Regions from separate parts of the Sus scrofa genome. Here region 2 is linked to region 1. The links are chromatin contacts, called in public HiChIP or PLAC-seq maps. All regions are on one chromosome and are shown on one strand. Each heading gives the region's core, a stretch centred on a gene start, on an enhancer-like site or on the middle of the called end of the contact. The rest is flanking DNA. Distances are from core to core; before and after follow the strand shown.

Region 1 (3,477 bases), core at 447-2,946:
TAAAAATATTTGTACTTTCAAATATAAATTTCCATCTTCTACATAAAATGTTTAAAATACGGCATTCCCATTGTGGCTCGGCAGGTTAAGAATCTGACTAGTATCCATGACGATGCAGGCTCGATCCCTGGACTCACTCAGTGGTTTAAGGGAGCAGGCGTTGCTGCGAGCTGTGGTGTAGGTCACAGATGAGGTTCAGATCTGGCATTGCTGTGGCTGTGGTGTAAGCTGGCAGCTGCAGCTCTGATTTGACCCCTAGCCTGAGAACCTCCATATGCCGCGGGTGCATCCCTAAAAAAAGACGAAGTGTTTAAAATATTTTGTACTGGACCACAGTCCCACAGTACAACAACCTGGGACCTAGTGGCTGTTCTTTGGAACCAACTAAGGCGCCCTACCAACATTTGTAAATTTTTTAACATTCCTCCTACTGGGAGATGGTGTCTGGTGTCCTCTCCTTGAAGACTTAGTGATGGCTCTGACCAGTACCATGGGGCAGAAAATGGCAGCATCTCCTTCCTGTCTCTTGAGACCCTTGGTCAAGGAAGGGCGCCACCATATGACAAGTGCAACTGCCCTGAGATCGCCGTGGTGTGAGGAGCCCAAGCCACAAGAAGATACCCTAGAAGAGACATCGTGGGGAGAAAGACAAAGGTCGAGGAGCACCACGGTCCCAGACACGTGACCGCGGAAGCCGTCTTGGCAGTGGATACCCCACTCCCCAGAGGGGACATGGCATGGATCAAAGATGGACCACCCAGCTGAGCTCTTCGTGGATTCCCAACCAACAAAAGCATAAGCCAGAGAAAACCATGGCTTTCCATCATAAAACTGGAGTTGATGACTGAAACAAGAGCACGTGTGTTTAGTTTGCTCTCTCCTGCCCTCCATTCTTTCCCCTGGCTTTGCTTTCTTAAATTATTTTACCTTTTTGGCCTCTGTAGAAGTTTGGGTTCACACTCCTTATTTAAACCATGGTCTGGAGTCCCTTGAGTTATGTGAACTTTTGGAAATTAGACTATATATATAAAGTAGGTTCTGAGGATAAAAGGGCTGCAGAGAGCAATGGACATTTCTACTTGAAATGCTTTCTCTTCCATGGGTGGCCTTGTTCAAGGTAAAAAGAGCACAAGATCAAGGATTGGTCAGCTCCTTCTGAGCGGTGTCTTCCTTATCTGTGAAAGCGGGTCCTATTCATCTTTGACATCCGACGAGCCTAGGAGTGAGATAGCTCCACTTTTGTACTATTTATTTTGAGTGTGTATTTTTGTCTCTTGGAACATATTAGAAAGTATATTTATTCCACAGCAGTCCAGCCTGTGGGGCAAAAGACATGTCTCATTCTTTGTTGAAGCCCGTGCCTTTCTCATCTCAGACCTCCAGCTCCCTGTAAAGAGCTATTGAATAAATGAATGAACAAGTGAATGTGTGTTACTCACCGAAGCTACAAAGACAAATGAGACTTAGTCCCTCCCCTTGAGGAGCTCACAGTCTATTGAACACAGCCAGCAAATTAAATACTGGTTTTGCCTCCTGGGTAGCAGATTCTTTTATTGAGAAACATCATTTTGTCTGTGTTGAGCGCATACCCGGATGGAAGGGCCAGCTTCATGGAAACACGCTTCAGAGGAGCCCATAATGGGGGGGAGGGTGTTGCTGCCAACCACCCAGCAGAGGCAGCCTCCCACTCCCTGTGCTGAGGCCTTAACCTTGGAGGAGGAGGAAGGGCAGTACAGCCCATCAGAGCTGTGGGAGACAAGGCACTATTACTGGGAAGTCCCCTCTGGGACCCATCAGAAAAGCAGGAACAGAATCGCTGGCGCATCACCAGGCTCTGCTTGCACAGACCACAAAACTGCGGCCAGAGCTGAAAGACTCAGGGCACACCCCTGCGCTTTGTGTTGCCTTTTAAGAGAGGGGAGGAAGCCCCTGGTTTTCATCAGCCTGGCCCATATGGGCTTTTGAGGAATTATCTTTATTTTCCCACCCCAAGCGGGTTTGGCAGAATGTCAGCTTGGGCATTTTGTCCCCTTTCTTTCTTTATAATTGAGGGCTTTGCGAAGTGGGACAGAGGGGAGGCGAAGACTTTTGTTTAAAGATGAGTGGCTTCCGATTCTTTATGCTGCTGAGATGGAGTATCAGTGTCAATATATGAATACGATCAGCATTGTACAGAGACTTGATGACCATGCTTTGGGGTTCTTGAAAGATTGTGTGTGTGTGTGTGTGTGTTAAATAGCAGGAAGTTACTAGCAAGGGATGCTGGGGTCTTGTCAGTTTCCAAGCAGCTGCTACAGGTGGAAATGACTTTCTGTTTGTCAGAACCTGGTAAAATACCTAACCAGCAGTGAATGTTCTGTGTTCAGTAGACTCTGAGCTGCTTCAAGTAGAAATCTTCTTTAAAGAAGAAAAAAAAAAAAAAAAAAAAAGGCTAAAAGTAACAGCAGTGCAACCCAACTTCTCTCCCACTCCTCACAGTTTAGAACTGTGTCTTAACGCTGTGAGGAGAAAAATGTCATCTCTATCCAGGGTCATTTACTTTTTTAAAGAGTAGCTTTTTCATCATGCCATCATCGGAATGCAAAGCAAAACGCAAACGGTGTGGGTAATTAGGTACAATTATGAAAATACAGATTTTTAAAAACTCAAGAGCTGCTACAGAAACTGATTCTAGCTAAGCCGTGTTTAGTTTGTGATAACCACTGACCACGCGCCTCCTCCAATTCTGGCTGAAGAGAGCTGCTTTCAAAGGGGGGAAGCTGTATATATTATTTCTGAAAGCAGAAGCTGCTTGCTCATTTTCATTTCTGTTCTTTTCATTTTCATCACCTTCCTTTGATCTGTAAACTAGGGAGTGCATGACTCGTAACTGTTAACCTGTGTTTCCTGTGTGATCCGTGACCGCTGGTGATTTCACTACATTGAAATCTAAACTCTCATGGCCCCACATTCCTGTCGTTAGATGGGCAGTGTGCTATTAAGTGGATACTAAGTTTTATTGCTTAATCTTCTGGAGGTGACCAGAAGGTGAAATAAGGTTAAAGACAGCATGTCAAGATAGCATGCATGGCCTCCCTGTTTCTAAAGGGTCTGAAATCAGTCAATACCTTGGGATTCAAGGCATGGAAGAGACACTGGTGTGTAAAAGCAGAACTGGCATGTGACATGGATTACAGGTCCCAAGCTGGCAATTACTAGGGACCAGCATGGTGGCATAGTCTTGTCCCCAAGAGAGCTGAACTCTGAGGTGAGGATGACATGGATAAAATTCCTGAAGCATAAGATTCTTATTGCCACCATTCATGAAGTCTGTTCTCTAGTCATAAAAATCAAAGACCCAAAAAGAATTTTGAAAGATTGAATTGCCCATGCTCCTGCCTCCAGGTAAAACGATGCATAAGCTCTTCTGAAAAGATAACTCCGTGTCTGTTTTTAAGCCTTCGAGAAAATGATAGTAGCCAGGTTTCTTTGGTGTAT
Region 2 (3,306 bases), core at 376-2,875, 190 kb after region 1:
AAGGTCTGTGCTCTCTTTGGATTTTCCAGCCTCACCTGGGATTCCCCATCTTATATCTTCGCATCAATTCTTGATATCTCAAAGCTTTTTTTTTTTTTTGTCTTTTTAGCTACACCCACAACATATGGAAGTTCCCAGGCTAGGGGTCAGATCAGAACTGCCACTACTGGCCTATGCTTCAGCCACAGCAATGCCAGGTCCGAGCCGTGTCTGTGACCTACACCATAGCTCGGGGCAAAGCCAGATCTTTAAACCCACTGAGTGAGGCCAGGGATCGAACCCACATCCTCATGGATACTAGTTGGATTCGTTACTGCTGAGCCACAGTGGGGCCACAGTGGGGATACCTCAAAATCTTAATCTGTATTTGGTCCCTGCCATGATGCCTCCAGGTTGTTGATGGTTGCTCTTCATTTATTTTTGGTATCCTTCTGCTGAGACTATGATCTGTGTAATCTAGATTTGAGATTCAAAAGTTAACAGACAGCCACCTTAGGTAATTTGAATGAACACACTGGTCGTATAATACTAACTAAAGTTACTTAGTTACTAAGTATAAATATTTTACTAATATAGTTAAATAATGCCATCAGGTTATAGTCTGCTCAAAGGAAAACTGCAAAATGACATAATTTCTCACTTTTGTAAAAGGGTTCCCTCTAAAAAATGAGGTGAAGAAAATTAACAATAGTCACCACAGCCAACATTTATTGAGTACTAACAATGAGTTAGACACTATATTGTTTTCATGTCTCAGGTTAGGCTCCCCACAGAAAGACTCCTAGATAAGGAATCCATGTGAATGGTTGACTGAGTTGTGTTCCCAGGACACACCAGGAAGGGAGTGGAGAAAGTAGGACAGGAAAGGGAAGAAGTCAAGCAAGTGTGCATTTTCAGATGTGCGATTTGCCCCTGGAGGAGCAAAATGATGGCTAGTTGAGAATTACCAGGATAAGTCACCAAGACAGTGTGTGGTACTGGTGGCAAAATGGACAAATAGATCGGTGGTACAGAATAGAGGGTCCAGAAATAGACCTGTACCTATATGGTCAATGGATTTGCAGCAAAGGGAGAAAGGTGAGTCCATGGAGAATGATAGTCTGTTTAACAAATGATGCAGGAACAACTGGCTGTTAATATGCAAAAAAAAAAAAAAAAAAAATTTGAAAAATGAACTTCAGCCCATGCCTCACATTATATACAAAAATGAATTCACTAAGAATAGATTATGGAAATAGTTCTGGGATGTAAAAACCTAATAAAAATGTTAAGTATAATTTTTTTTTTAAAAAAGAATAGATTACAGGCCTAAAGCCAAAACTTAAAACTATGAGACTTCTAAAAGAGAACATAAGAGAAACTCTTTGGAATCATGGATTAGGCAGAGATTTCTTCGATGTCACAAATAGTCCAATCCATAGGGGATTTCCTGCTGTGGTGCAGTAGGTTAAGAATCAGACTGCAGTGGCTCAGGTCGCTGCAGAAGTGCAGGTTCGATTCCTGGCTGGGGGCAGTGGGTTAACGGATCTGGTGTTGCCACAGTTGCAGCATCGGTTGCAGCTGTGGCTCAGATTTAATCCTTGGCCTGGAACTTCCACGTGCTGCCAGTGTGGCCATGAAAAAAAAAAAAAGAAGAAGCACAAATCATAGAAGAAAATATTGTTGTATTGGACTTTATCAAAGTCAGGAATGTCTGACCTTTGAAAACTCGGTTAAAGGACAAATTGAGCCACAAACGGAGAGACAATATTTGCAGATCACATATCTGATAAAGGATTTGTATCCAGAAGATATACAAAAACAGAGTTCAATTATAAGAAAACAAACACCCCAGTAAAAATGAGCACAAGATTTGAATATTTGTGCTAAAATGTTCAACATCATTAGTCTTTAAGTAAATGCAAATAAAACCCACAAGGCGCTTTCACTTCCCATTTACTAGAATGGACGTAATAAAGAAAAGACTGTTGCAAGTGCTGGTGAGGGTGTGGAAATCGGGAGTCCTCTTCCCTTGATGATGGGAATGTAAAGTGGAACACCCACTTTGAAGACTAGTTTGTGCTTTCTTGAAAAGTTAAACATATATTTACTATATTACCCAGCAATTTCACACTGAGGTGTCAACTCAAAAACCCAACCAAAAAAACAAAAAAAACAAAAAAAAGAAACAAAACATATGTCCACACAAAAATTTGCACGCAAATGTTCCTACCATCATTATTCATAATTGCAAAAAGAGTAGAAACAATCTAAACGTCCACCAACTGGTGAGTGGATACATAAAACATATGACAACCATACGCCGGGATACTATTTAGGACATAAAAGTAAGAAATTATGATTTATGCTATGACATAGATAAACCTCAAAAATATTATGCTAATTTAAAAAGTCAGATGACATGGTCACTCTTATATGATTCCATCTATACAAAATGTCGAAAAAAGGCAGATGGATAGAGAAAGAAAGTAGGTTAGAGTTGACTATGACTCAGCATAGGAATAGGAGTTAACTGCAAACAGGCAAGGAGTTATTATTATTATATTTATTTTTGCAGGGAGCTAGGGAGAATGATAGAAATACTCTAAAACGATTGTGGTAATGGTTGCATAACTCTGAAGATTTTCTAAAAATCATTAAATTGCACACTTAAACCTCGTAAACTTTATGGTACAAAAACCACACCTCGGTGAAGCTGTTTTTTATAAAGATCATAAGCACAATTTTTTTCACTAAAAACCATACCATAAATATTTGTGAATGTCATTAAAGACCACTGGAAAACATCCTTCTGATAACTACTTACTATTTCTTTATATACACATGCCCAAGATTTATTGAAGAGTTTCCTGTAGATTGTTTATATATTTTTAAATAATGTTTTATTAATCTTTCTGTGCAAAATAACTGTGTGACCTCAGACATGTTAACCTCTCTGAGCTTTAATTTTCTGATAGGAAAATGGGCATAATTAACAGTTCCTACTTAGGGCAATCTGGCTATTTTGAGCATTACATAAACTCAAGTGTGAAACACTTAGCCTGGTAATGACAATATCTGTCTAGATGTTAGCCATTGTTATTGTCATCAACAAACCCTATAAAACTTTAAATTTATGATTATTCCTCAGAATAGAATCACAGAAGTGAAATCTGAGGACTCATAAAAAAAAAAAACAGCAACAATAGGAGTTCCCATTGTGGCTCAGTGGGAATGAACTAGACTAGTATCCATGAGGGCATGGGATCAATCCCTGGCCTCACTCAGTGGGTTAAGGATCCGGTGTTGCCATGAGCTATGATGTAG

The links. HiChIP or PLAC-seq counts read pairs in DNA pulled down with a chosen protein or histone mark.
Region 2: a contact with region 1 is called in an H3K27ac HiChIP or PLAC-seq map of alveolar macrophages. The contact joins two enhancer-like sites. A contact is called at or near these places in 1 of 47 Hi-C or Micro-C datasets (embryonic fibroblasts) and 1 of 2 datasets of contacts at active chromatin or transcription factors (alveolar macrophages).

Annotation. Positions count from the first base shown.
Region 1 is chr4:20,415,600-20,419,076 of Sscrofa11.1, forward strand. The region is part of intron 4 of SAMD12 (sterile alpha motif domain-containing protein 12); the gene reads left to right. Among named protein-coding and RNA genes, the nearest start is that of EXT1, 230 kb to the right of the region's middle. Within about 2 kb of position 1,697, at least 11 of the 83 cell types and tissues checked have an H3K27ac peak or open chromatin away from gene starts, as enhancers often do. A contact at or near this core is called in alveolar macrophages, where this site is marked.
Region 2 is chr4:20,608,011-20,611,316 of Sscrofa11.1, forward strand. No RefSeq gene overlaps it. Among named protein-coding and RNA genes, the nearest start is that of EXT1, 35 kb to the right of the region's middle. Within about 2 kb of position 1,626, at least 3 of the 83 cell types and tissues checked have an H3K27ac peak or open chromatin away from gene starts, as enhancers often do. A contact at or near this core is called in alveolar macrophages, where this site is marked.